Linked DNA regions of Gossypium hirsutum: region 1 is linked to region 2. Evidence: chromatin contacts called from public Hi-C data. All regions are on one chromosome and are shown on one strand. Each heading gives the region's core, a stretch centred on a gene start, on an enhancer-like site or on the middle of the called end of the contact. The rest is flanking DNA. Distances are from core to core; before and after follow the strand shown.

Region 1 (5,349 bases), core at 1,153-3,652, 160 kb before region 2:
ATGGAAGCTCAATATAATCTGAAGGTTTTCAATGCATGAGCAGTTCTGCCCATTGTTTCCTTCAGCTCCTCCTCTCTCTTTCTCTTGGGTAGAGACAGCGACAACATAGCTTTGGCCGAGCAGACCTTCTTCACAAGCAGCTTCCACTTCGCATCCTCTCCCATTTTCTGTTGTGCTTTCCATTTGAATTGCCTGTCAACGCTAACTGTCCTAATATATTGATTCAGCCAGTTAATTCGAACAAATAGCAACTTTATATTCAGTTATAAGTTTGAAAACTATATGAAAAAGTTCTAAAAATTAAATTTATCTGTGAGAAATAGATATTTTAGTTTATGGTCATTCATGGTTAAATTGAAAGGGAAGAAAAAAGGGACCCAATTAATGAAGAAAATGACAAAGATGGGAGAACTTGTTAATAAATAGCCGACGGGATGAATGATATTTTAAGAGCAGGACAAGAAGTCAGTGTGTTATTTTTCTGATAACAAAACAAGCTACCAGCCTACCAACACCATCAATAATAATTATATTTGCCAGTTGTAAGAATTGACAAATTTTCAGTCGGCTGTCCAAAAGATTGGTTCATCGAAAACCCAAAATCTTGACAATAAAAATGTGCTGTCTAATTAAATGATGAATATAATAAAACCATAACAAGTGAAATAATAATGGAAATAACCTGTAAAGTGGAACCCTGCAAGAATCAGGGTGATCACAGATGGAGGAATGGAGTCTAAGGAGCTGCCACATGCGGTTGCAGCGACAGCAGCCTACGCCACTTGCCCTTCTCTTACACAAAACCAAATGCTTTATCAACATCTGGACACCTTGGCACGTCGCGTACTTGTCGCAGGGGCTCGGTTTCTTTGCCGTCTCGACGTCGTACGGCCCCACCGTTGTGCACCCTTCCCTGCAAATGTGCTCCAAACACTCGAGTCCGTCGCTTAGTTGTAAATACAAGCGCTGTTCTTTCCTCTGACGCCACCTTCTCTTTTTTTTTCTGCCAAAACAATGTTCACAAACCATTCGTAACCAATACACTCCAAACTTTGGTTAATATTTTAAAGCATTTGAATAGAAATATTAAGTAGTTTGGATGAAAATTAAAATTCAGTTAAAAGATATTACAGACTTAAATTTAAGAGTTGAGGTAGATTAGACTTACTAATTTTTTTACTTATTTATATCACATAAAAATTAAATATATGATATTATAATATAAATATTATTTAAAAATTCAAAAAAATTATACAAAATTAAAACGTACTAAATAAAAATATTATTTTTAAAAAATGAAAAAAAAATCCAATAAGTTAACAATCTATAAATATAGATATATCAATTAACAAGAGATATTGTATTTTTAAGGAAATATAAATCATAAAACGGAAAAATATTTGATAGATGAAATGAGATTCAACTAGATATCTCTAATCTAATCATGTTGGGATTATAATTTAAATTCTTAATTTGGGTAATATTATGATAAATATTTGTTTTTAAAATTTACCGATTCAGCTTCGTCCATAAATCGGAGAATGTGGAGCTCGAGCCAGGGATCATGTTCCTGCATGAATTTCCAGCCTTCGGTTTGCTCGACAGCTTTGAAACGGGCGGTGACCTGCTTCAAGCACTTGAGGTAAAGGTCGGGTACGTCGCAGAGCCTGGCGAGTTGGAGCACGTCCACCGCATTCTCCACCGTCAGCCGCTGACTCACTCCCCTGCTGCACCGCTGCTTCAGCTGTGGCACCAAATAAACGTGTGATAATACTAGCAGGTGAATTCCATATTTCTCCATTTGCTCCTCCGTGCACCTATTGCATTCGCAACACCAGGGGTCATTTCCAATATAATACACGCACCTTGATATATTTACATTTATAAGTATATGCTATCTTAACGTCATTATGATTGGAAGAATTAGAGGAGGGTGAAAACCGGAAAAGCTTAAGCAACTATTTACTAACATGGAATTATAGAGGTATTTAATAAAAGCGGTAACGGCGTCGCATGGAACGCCGAGAATGGGGATGACTCTCTCAGAGCTCCCATGCTTAACTGGCCTTTCCATTATGTTGTCCAGCACTGGCGACACCATTGCCTATTTTAAAATTAAAAAAGAAATAAAAGTCATGAAAAGAAAAAATAAAATCGTTAAAAAGTGAAAAGAGAGTATTTAGAGTCCTTGCCAAGATGCTGAAGTGAGCGGGGATGCGGACGCCGCTGGAAGTAAGGATCTGGACATTTGGTTCGGGTAATTCAGAGGCGGAGGACATGGCGAAGGTGGAGGTTGAGTTATGATTGTTGTCTTCCATGAAAGAAAAGAGAAAAGAACAGAGTATGTCGCTGCTACTAGTTCAATGATGTCCAAATTGGCTGTCTTGAACTTTATAGACAGCATAAGGAAGAGAGAAAAAAAATACTTTAAAACGTAAAAAGCGTAGCAATGAAATCTGATGTGTCGTGACATGTGTGACACATAGCCTTTACTTCTCCTACGCGCTTCCTTTATATCTTTCCTTGCACGTCTCCCAAAAATGTTAAAAACTAGAGCTACCAAAAGAAAACCAAAAAAATGGGAATGCATGATAACTAGGCCTTGAGTTTTGGCAAACTCTGAGCACTTAAAATGCGTAAATTTCATGTGCAAATTTTAAATCTAAAATTTATTTTGATTTAAATATCACACATATTTATTTAAATTTAAATTTAAATATATTGAAATTACTAATTCATCCATGACATTAGTTTAATTTTATATTAATTATAATTGTAATTTGGTAGTTATATGAATGTGTATTAGTTATAATTAGGAATTGCACTTGTAGAGTAAGAAAATGGATTCATGATACACGAGTGAGTTGATTTATATACGGGTTGGGTGAAAAGAAATTTTGAAATGTGCGTGGGGGAGATACGCCACTAAGAAACTTAATCATTCCTATTCCAGATTTATCCTCCGCATTTCCTTAAAATTTCACATTCCACTATAAACAAATATCTATTATTAACTGGACGACCTTTTCGAGCTGACTTGGAAAGTAACAAACGACGAGAGTCAGTTTTAAAAGAGTCGATTTTGTAAATAAACGGCTTTTGGTGAGCTGAAGAGGTCTGCTTCTGTCTGACGTGGCACTTGTTCTCATCTATTCAGCATTTAAATAAACCCAAACAAAACACTTTTTCTGCAATTTGCCATGTCTTTTTCCACGTGTCCATAACCCACCGGCTAAGACTTGTGTAACGATAAAAACCGGTGGGTGACAAACATTTGGAAGGAATTGATTGGCGGGGAATGATTGTCGGACCAATCAAAATTCGTGTCGGAACCGGCTTGGGCTTTGAAAGCCATGTAGGCAGCGGTGGTGCGCCGCAGTGGCAGATAATAGTACTGCCGCGAAATGGATATGGTTAAACTCATTTGATTAATGAATTAATTTTTCAATAAAAAAGACATGCAGTTGAAATAAGAAATATTAGAAATCGAAATAGAGTTGGTTGGTTGGTTGGTTTTAGTAATTGACGAAACGTGAAGGCGATTTGTAATTGGATGATAAAATATTATTCAAGTTGGATTTGATTATTTTTGTGCGACAAGTTGAAATTTGGATAAGATCTGTTTTTCCAAGCCAATGTTGTTTTTAAGCTTAAAAGTTTGGGTGGACTTGCAAAGAAGTTAATTAAGGGGCCTCCGAGTGTACATTTTGGATGTTCTTCAATGCTTCAATTAATTAGGGTCTTTTTTGAGAAATAATGAAGAAAATGTTTTTAGGGTCAGTATAATAATACAAGGACTCAAACAAATTAAATTGGAGAAAAGTTTATGATTGGAATTTCAAATTTTAAAAAATGTAAAAATTAAATTTTATTAATTCAAAAAGTATATAGATTAAAACTAATTAAAATAGAATATAAAAAGTAAATTTATAATTTATTCATAAAAAAAATTAACAATAGAATTTGGCCATAATTATTTAACAACGTGTCTTAAAGGGCACATTAAATACTTTTACATATATACAAAGAGAAAAATATTTGTTACACAATTGATGGAGCTTAAAAACTTCATAAGTAGAGTTAAAGTGATGATGATAAGTAGATATATCAACAAGTGTAGGGTGTAATGGTAATGCATATTGCATTCTTAAGGGGGAAGGTAGGTTTAAATATTAGAAATGACATTAATCAGAGGAACAACCACAAACTTCGAATAAGTAAAATAGCCCAAAAAAAGACAAGTATATACCAATCTATATATAAATAACTAATAAATATTATAAATACCGAAATAGATGTTTTAGGTCCACTTAGATCTCCGGAAGGTTTTATAGTTGTCATTCGGAAATGGGAAATGTTGGTCAAAGGGGGCAAGAGATATAGTGAAAATTGTGCTTAAATCTTTGCTTGAGAGGGATGTTTGAGAGACTTGCAGGTTGGGAATTTGATTTTCCAAACACACTAATGTGGGTGTTGGGAGAGGAAGGTGAAAGTGAAGGAAGTTTCAATAAAGACATCCAGTGAATGGGTAGTTTACCTTTGAAAATAATTTTGACATGATGTGCTCACACTTGTTGCCTATCCAATGTTTCATATTCAGTGGTGCCTTTGGCGTGAACATGACCGTAGGACATTTGATTAATATTTCTGTTACTTTCGCTACTTAGTTGAGGAGACAAAGTTATATTGAAAAAAGATGCAAGTTTATGAGTAGAAGTTTTAGATCAGCTTGGATATCAAATTTGAAAATTATAAGAAATTAGATTTGATTGGAGAAAATTTTTTGATAGTCACTTTTACTCTTATAAAAGCGATAAGATCAACAATAGCTCAGGTATTTGAAAATTAAACCATAATGGAATCTGCCAAGAGCAAGAAAACAAAAGGAAAATTGCTAAAATCTACTTTTTACTCTGTTTGCTTCAATCTAAACACCAACTGTTAGGGCCCTGCATCACACCTAAGTAAAATTTTCATGTATCCAACATTTGCTGTTAGGGTCCTGAATCTTATTTGTAATCATACTTTCAGTGTATATATATATGCTTTTCCTTAAATTCTTTTGAAGAGATTAAAGTGGGACCTCTCAACTGAAGCAAAATCTGAGATCCATGGCAAACAAATATTCAGGATATACATTAAAGTTATGGACTAAGTTTACAATTGGAAATAAGAAAAGTTATTTAAAGAAAAAATAAAGTATAATTAAACTGAAGATTGAGTCTTCCTAGTTTTCTCTGATATTGTGGAAGTCTTAGACTTGATTATTTCAAGTATATCTCCTAGAGTTTGTTTCTGCGACTTCTGGACTTTTGGTTGTTGTTGTTTTTTCCCTTTTCGTTTCGTGTA
Region 2 (5,435 bases), core at 2,583-5,082:
AAGAATGAACTTGAGATTATGAATGCTTTGGAAAGCTTTAGATGATAGTTTTGAACAATCAGTTTCATTACTAATATAACAAAAAGTGCTCGGAATGCGAATGTTCTTCTTAATCAGAGCTGGAGTTATTAGTCTGCGTCATGTCTTGACCTCTCCAGTTTGTGAGCTCAGTGAAATAAAAAAGAAAAAGAAGATGGAGCAAAATAGATGGAATTTGATAATATATATTGTTGTTATACAATGTAGGCACATGGGTCAATTAGATAAATGATAACTACATTTTAAGTTCTCATTTCAGATTTATGGTCTGTCTACCCTAACTTTGTACGCTATACTTTGTTCTTTTCCGGAGTTGAAATTCATTTCCATGGATTTATTTAGAAATTCACTGCTTGGTCACCATGACTGAAGGCGAAAATATATACATCTTTGAGTACCTTTTAGCTGCTAAACATGGCATCAATTCTTTAGCTTCACTGGACTGCACTTTTTTGCCAGATCTCTAGCGGCTTGTGAGCTACTGTGTAATGCTGGCTACAAAAATCTTTTCTGGGTTCAAGGGGGTCTAGAGGCTGCTGAAGAAGAGGTACTGCTTGACAGAATTTCCTTTTAGTTTTTATTCTCATTTTCCTGCTGCCTAATTACTTGTGTTCGATTGTACATGAAGAAGTTCAATTAATTTGGCAAATCTCAACTTATTTTCTTCAGGATCTTGCCAGAGAAGGTACTCAGCCTTTGAGGTTTGCAGGAATTGGTGGGCTTTCAGAGTTTCTCGGGTACATGATATATCTCTCCCTTCTCTCCAAAATAAATATGGCAAATTGACCTGCCAGGACCTTGTTCCAAAGACTGGTTTAAGGATATTAAAACCTATGCTACTCGGACCGACGATTTTATATGGATGATCGTACCCTCATACCTATATTTGGATATGCATTAAACCTGGGTAGAAACACAGGTATTTGAATAAAATGAAGAGTTAGATTAAAACCATTTTATTATAGCTCAAGTTTTTAATACGGAAATAGGTCCTATTTATTTGATTGTAGGGTGTAAAAGAATTTGAAGAAGAAGAAAAAGAAGTAGAAGAAAAATCTCATCTAAAATGTGATCTTGAGTAGCAAGTGCAGTTTGAACTTTGAAATTGAAAACCAGAGACTATGTAACTTGTAGTTATCATGTAGACTAGCCATTTTATCTAATTCCATTTTAACTTTCAGTTGGACGGATCAGCAGAGAGCTCAAGCTGCCAGAGAAGGCTGGGGTTACCGATTACTCTACTCGATTCGCCTGGTAAATATTCACTTCATCTTTTCCAGCAAAACGAGCTCAAGTGTAGTAGTTACTTGCTAACATAATCCAGTGTTGATTTTGTCGTCAGGTTGGAGTTTTTGTGGTTGCCGATGCCTTGTTCATTGGTGCACAGCAAGTGGGTCGTTATCTTCAGGATATACGGTCTCACTAAAGTTATATTGATCTTCTTGAAGGCATTCGATTAAAAGTTAAACCATCTGAAAGATGGCAGTTGAATTTGTGATCATCTATAAGAGACTGAAGATGTTTTGAGGATCCCAATTTTGAAAGCCACAGTAGTTAGCAGAGTTTCATGGTGTTGCCTGTTTCTTAGGTGCAAATCCTTGTGATTACATATGTACTCAATCACATTGGCATTGGATACATATAATGGTATCAATTGAAAGCCATTCCGTTCACTTAAAATCTAGTTTTCAGATGCTACAAGTAGAGAAATTTAATGCATTATGGCAAGGAAAATAACATGCATAGATTTGCAAGCACATGTAACTTAGAATACTTACTGTAACAGACGAGGCTTTGCACTAGAAAGAACATCTATTCGCTACAGCGATTAGAGGAGATTTTTTCCGTATGGTAAGGCCGCCGGTTTCGGTCATGTCTAAATCCTTCTCTTTTGCTCCACCAGGCAATGACCAATCAAACTTGTGCACAAGATTTGCTAAGAGAAGCTCATTTATTGCGATTGCAAACAAGATTCCCGGACAAATCCTCCTTCCAGAGCCGAATGGAATCAGCTCGAAATGTTGTCCTTTGAAATCTATGGAATTATCCAAGAACCTGTCTGGAAGAAACTCTTCCGGATTCTCCCATGACGCAAGGTCTCTTCCGATTGCCCAAGCATTGATGATAACTTGAGTTCCTTGGATAATGTCATAGCCCTTGAGCTTGACGTCTTTTGTAGATATTGTTGGAAGCAGCAAGGGAATCGGAGGATGTAAACGAAGAGTCTCTTTGATCACTGCTTTTAGGTAGCGCATGTTATCGAGATCATCCACTGATATGCTTGAATTTTCAGCAGAAACATTCCTGACCTCGTTTTGAAGTTTCTTCATTATCTTGGGGTGCCTTAAGAGTTCTGTCATTGCCCACTCCAGGACCACGTATGTCGTATCGGTACCGGCTGCAAAGATATCCTGGAAAGATATCCACTTCAGCAGAAGTTCTGGAACTGTAGTGTGTATATATATATAATTCTCTTTACAGTGAAAGCAACAGTATAAGCAGATACGTTATGCTAACATATATGAAAAATTAACTTGTTAGTTCTTACCAAGATAAGAGCCTTAAGGCTGATTTTTTCTAAAGGGAAGCCAACTGTGTTTTCCCTCTGAATCTCCAGCAAAATATCCACAAAGTCTTTTTGATATTCACCTTGGATCCCTGCATGATCATTTAAGTGTCTGTCATGCCGATTCATATGTTCTTCGAGCACTCCATCCAGAAATTCATCTAACTCCTTCGCCACTTTCTCGGCTTTACCATGGAGTCCATTAACATGGCTTAACCATGCAAGCCATGGAAGATAATCCCCAACATCCGGAGTACCCAACAACTCCGTAAACTCATTCAAAAGCTTACCAAACTTGTTGGTATCTTCACTGTATTTTCTTCCTAAAGCGATTCTGCAGATGACGTTGTTGGTGGTTGCGGAAAAGAGTTCGCTTAGATTCACCGGGGAACACAAAGAGCTAGACTTTTCGATCTTCTCCACTGCTAGAGCCGTTTCTTCTTCTCGCACACCTTGATAAGATTTATCCCTTCTGTTACTCAAAAGATTTACTACGCATATACTTTTCATTTGCCTCCAATACTCACCGTAAGGTGCCGACGCCACGTCTTTGTAGTCATAAAGAAGCTTTTGAAAGAGGCTGCGTTTCGGTCTGTTTACGAATGTCAAGTCATGAGTTTTCTTGATCTCAGAGGCAGCATCAGCGGAGGAGACGACGAGTATGGGGAAATTGCCGAAGCGTAGCGACATGAGAGGACCGAACCGTTGAGCTAAGGACTTGAGTGAGCGATGAGGGTAGCGTCCGATGTTGTGGAGGTTTCCGATGATTGGGAGTTTCGGCGGCGACGGTGGCAATAAGAGGTTTCTTTTGTTAGTGGTACGAATGAAGACGACCACGAAGATGGCCAACAAGGAGAAGAACAGGGGACATGAAATGAAAAAGATTTCATATTGTTCTAAAAGTTGCAGAAAACTGGAGATATCCCTTACCATATTCCACAAATTGCTGTATGAAAGATGAAAGAGATGGGCGTGTGCAATTCTGGGATCAGCGCGCATGAATTTAAATAATTTTTAAAAAAAAAAGAAAAAAAGTCAGCATTACGGTCCCTACGATATTGTTTATTTTGTTAGAAAACACTTGTGGTTCTCTTTCCTTTGTTGTTTATCTCAGCTAATGCGGAACACACACATTTCTGTGGTCAATAATCTGCTTTCGGATCTGATAAAACAACGAAGGGGGCTTAAACTAACTCTTCTGGAACCTTGTTTATACCATTTATATTTGATGTATTGTTACTCAAAAAAAAAAAGTTGGTTGCCTATGGATGTTTATTTGTAAGGATAATATCCCATGTTTTTCTCAATTATTAGTGAATAATAATATTATTTTTTTTTGAATTTTAAGTTTAGGGTTTAGGATTTGAGTTTAGGTTTAAACAAAGTTTATTTATTTATAAGTTCTCTATTTTTTTTTATTTCACCAATGAGGTATTATATTGTTGTTTGGTTACTGATAATGCATCAAATATTCAAACCTATTTATAAGTCTTTTAATATGTTTTAGCTTAATTAATAAATTTGTCCTTAAATTATACCTAAATTCTCAAATTAGTACCTAAGGTGTCGAAGTTATCCCTAAGTTGTCTATTTTGTCTCGGTTTACTCAAAAAACGTATTAACCATTAAGAACATGACATGAGACACATTCTTATTAGATGCTATATATACACTTTTCAGGTAAGATGAGGCAAAAAAAAATCATTTAAGTAGGGCTAAGCAATAAATGCCGAGAAATAGAAATCTAATCTGCACTAAGGTGTTTGGATAATTTTTAGAATATAAGTTAAAAAATTGCAGTTACCCGAACCGAACCGAGTTTTAAGATGTAAAAATAAATATTTTATATTTAAAACAAATAAAATAAACTAAAATCCTATAAAAATAATTTTAAAAATATAATATAAGAGTTGTTTATCTTTATTACTTAAACTTTTATAGAGTACTTTATAAAATATTGTCCAAACCCTTCAACAAAACTTATTTTGTCAAAATAAACCCCAAAGGCCAAAACCTAAAAGCAGTATGAAAAAATTGATAATTGAACTAACCCTTCCCCTAGTTTAGGGATGCACAATATTAATGGAACTGGAGAAGAAGGAAAGGGGCTTGAGTCAAAGAATTAAGGTCAATTCACCCATTCTAGGACCGAAAGTCGAACAAGTAGAAAGACTCCAGATGAATGCTTAATATATTAGGGTTTTGTGCGGAAAGGTATCCTCTTACTAAGTGATATCTTAGGTTATTTATAGTAGATGTGAGTGCTCAATGGAGGTTCCAAGCCCAACCAAGTTTAAATTGAGGTAGGGATATAATAGTCCCTTAGTTGAGAGACAAGTTATAAAGTAACTATATTTTGATACCATCCGTAAATTATCTCCATGAGTGGTAAAGTAGCCGGGTGAAGAGTGCAATTTATTGGTTGGGTGACTCGGGAATATATGATGTCTTACGATACTTTTAAAGTCATGCCCACCCCTTTAATAATGCGTTTTACTAATAATATTTCTATTTATAATTTGAGTCGTTCAAATTTCACTTATAATTTAATGGATAGTATGTCCATTAAGTTGATAATCCAAAAATGAATAACCTATATTCTAGTGGTGCAATTGTGAATTAAAGCATCGGGATTCGCAATTATTGATCACTAACTAGCAAATCGACATTTTAGACTCAACACCAATCACAAAATAGGAGAGACGTTTTCGCATTAATCAGTCATTCGTCTCCTATTTTATATATTTTCTATTTTCTGGTTTCAAACGCATCCACCAAAACCCTTTAGAAAGCCCACGGTCCGCACAGCCCCACAACAATCTGCTTTCAA

Evidence for each region. Hi-C and Micro-C count contacts between places; a contact is called where the count stands out from the background.
Region 1: a contact with region 2 is called in a Hi-C map of leaf, with 2.1 times the contacts expected there. The contact joins the promoter of LOC107944048 here to the promoter of LOC107946578 in region 2. A contact is called at or near these places in 4 of 34 Hi-C or Micro-C datasets (callus and leaf).

What each region holds. Positions count from the first base shown.
Region 1 is chrD12:54,128,007-54,133,355 of Gossypium_hirsutum_v2.1, reverse strand. LOC107944048 (BTB/POZ and TAZ domain-containing protein 1) reads right to left here and starts at 2,402. Exons shown (of 5, transcript XM_041107183.1): 1 at 2,193-2,402; 2 at 1,971-2,104; 3 at 1,514-1,817; 4 at 683-993; 5 at 1-192. The coding sequence starts at 2,318. The coding sequence ends at 9.
Region 2 is chrD12:53,969,901-53,975,335 of Gossypium_hirsutum_v2.1, reverse strand. It overlaps LOC107946578 (cytochrome P450 736A117), which reads right to left and starts at 3,832. Exons shown (of 2, transcript XM_016880972.2): 1 at 2,588-3,832; 2 at 1,685-2,450. The coding sequence starts at 3,604. The coding sequence ends at 1,839. It overlaps LOC107946579 (rhodanese-like domain-containing protein 11, chloroplastic), which reads left to right. Exons shown (of 10, transcript XM_016880973.2): 7 at 499-586; 8 at 709-776; 9 at 1,221-1,293; 10 at 1,382-1,719. The coding sequence ends at 1,465.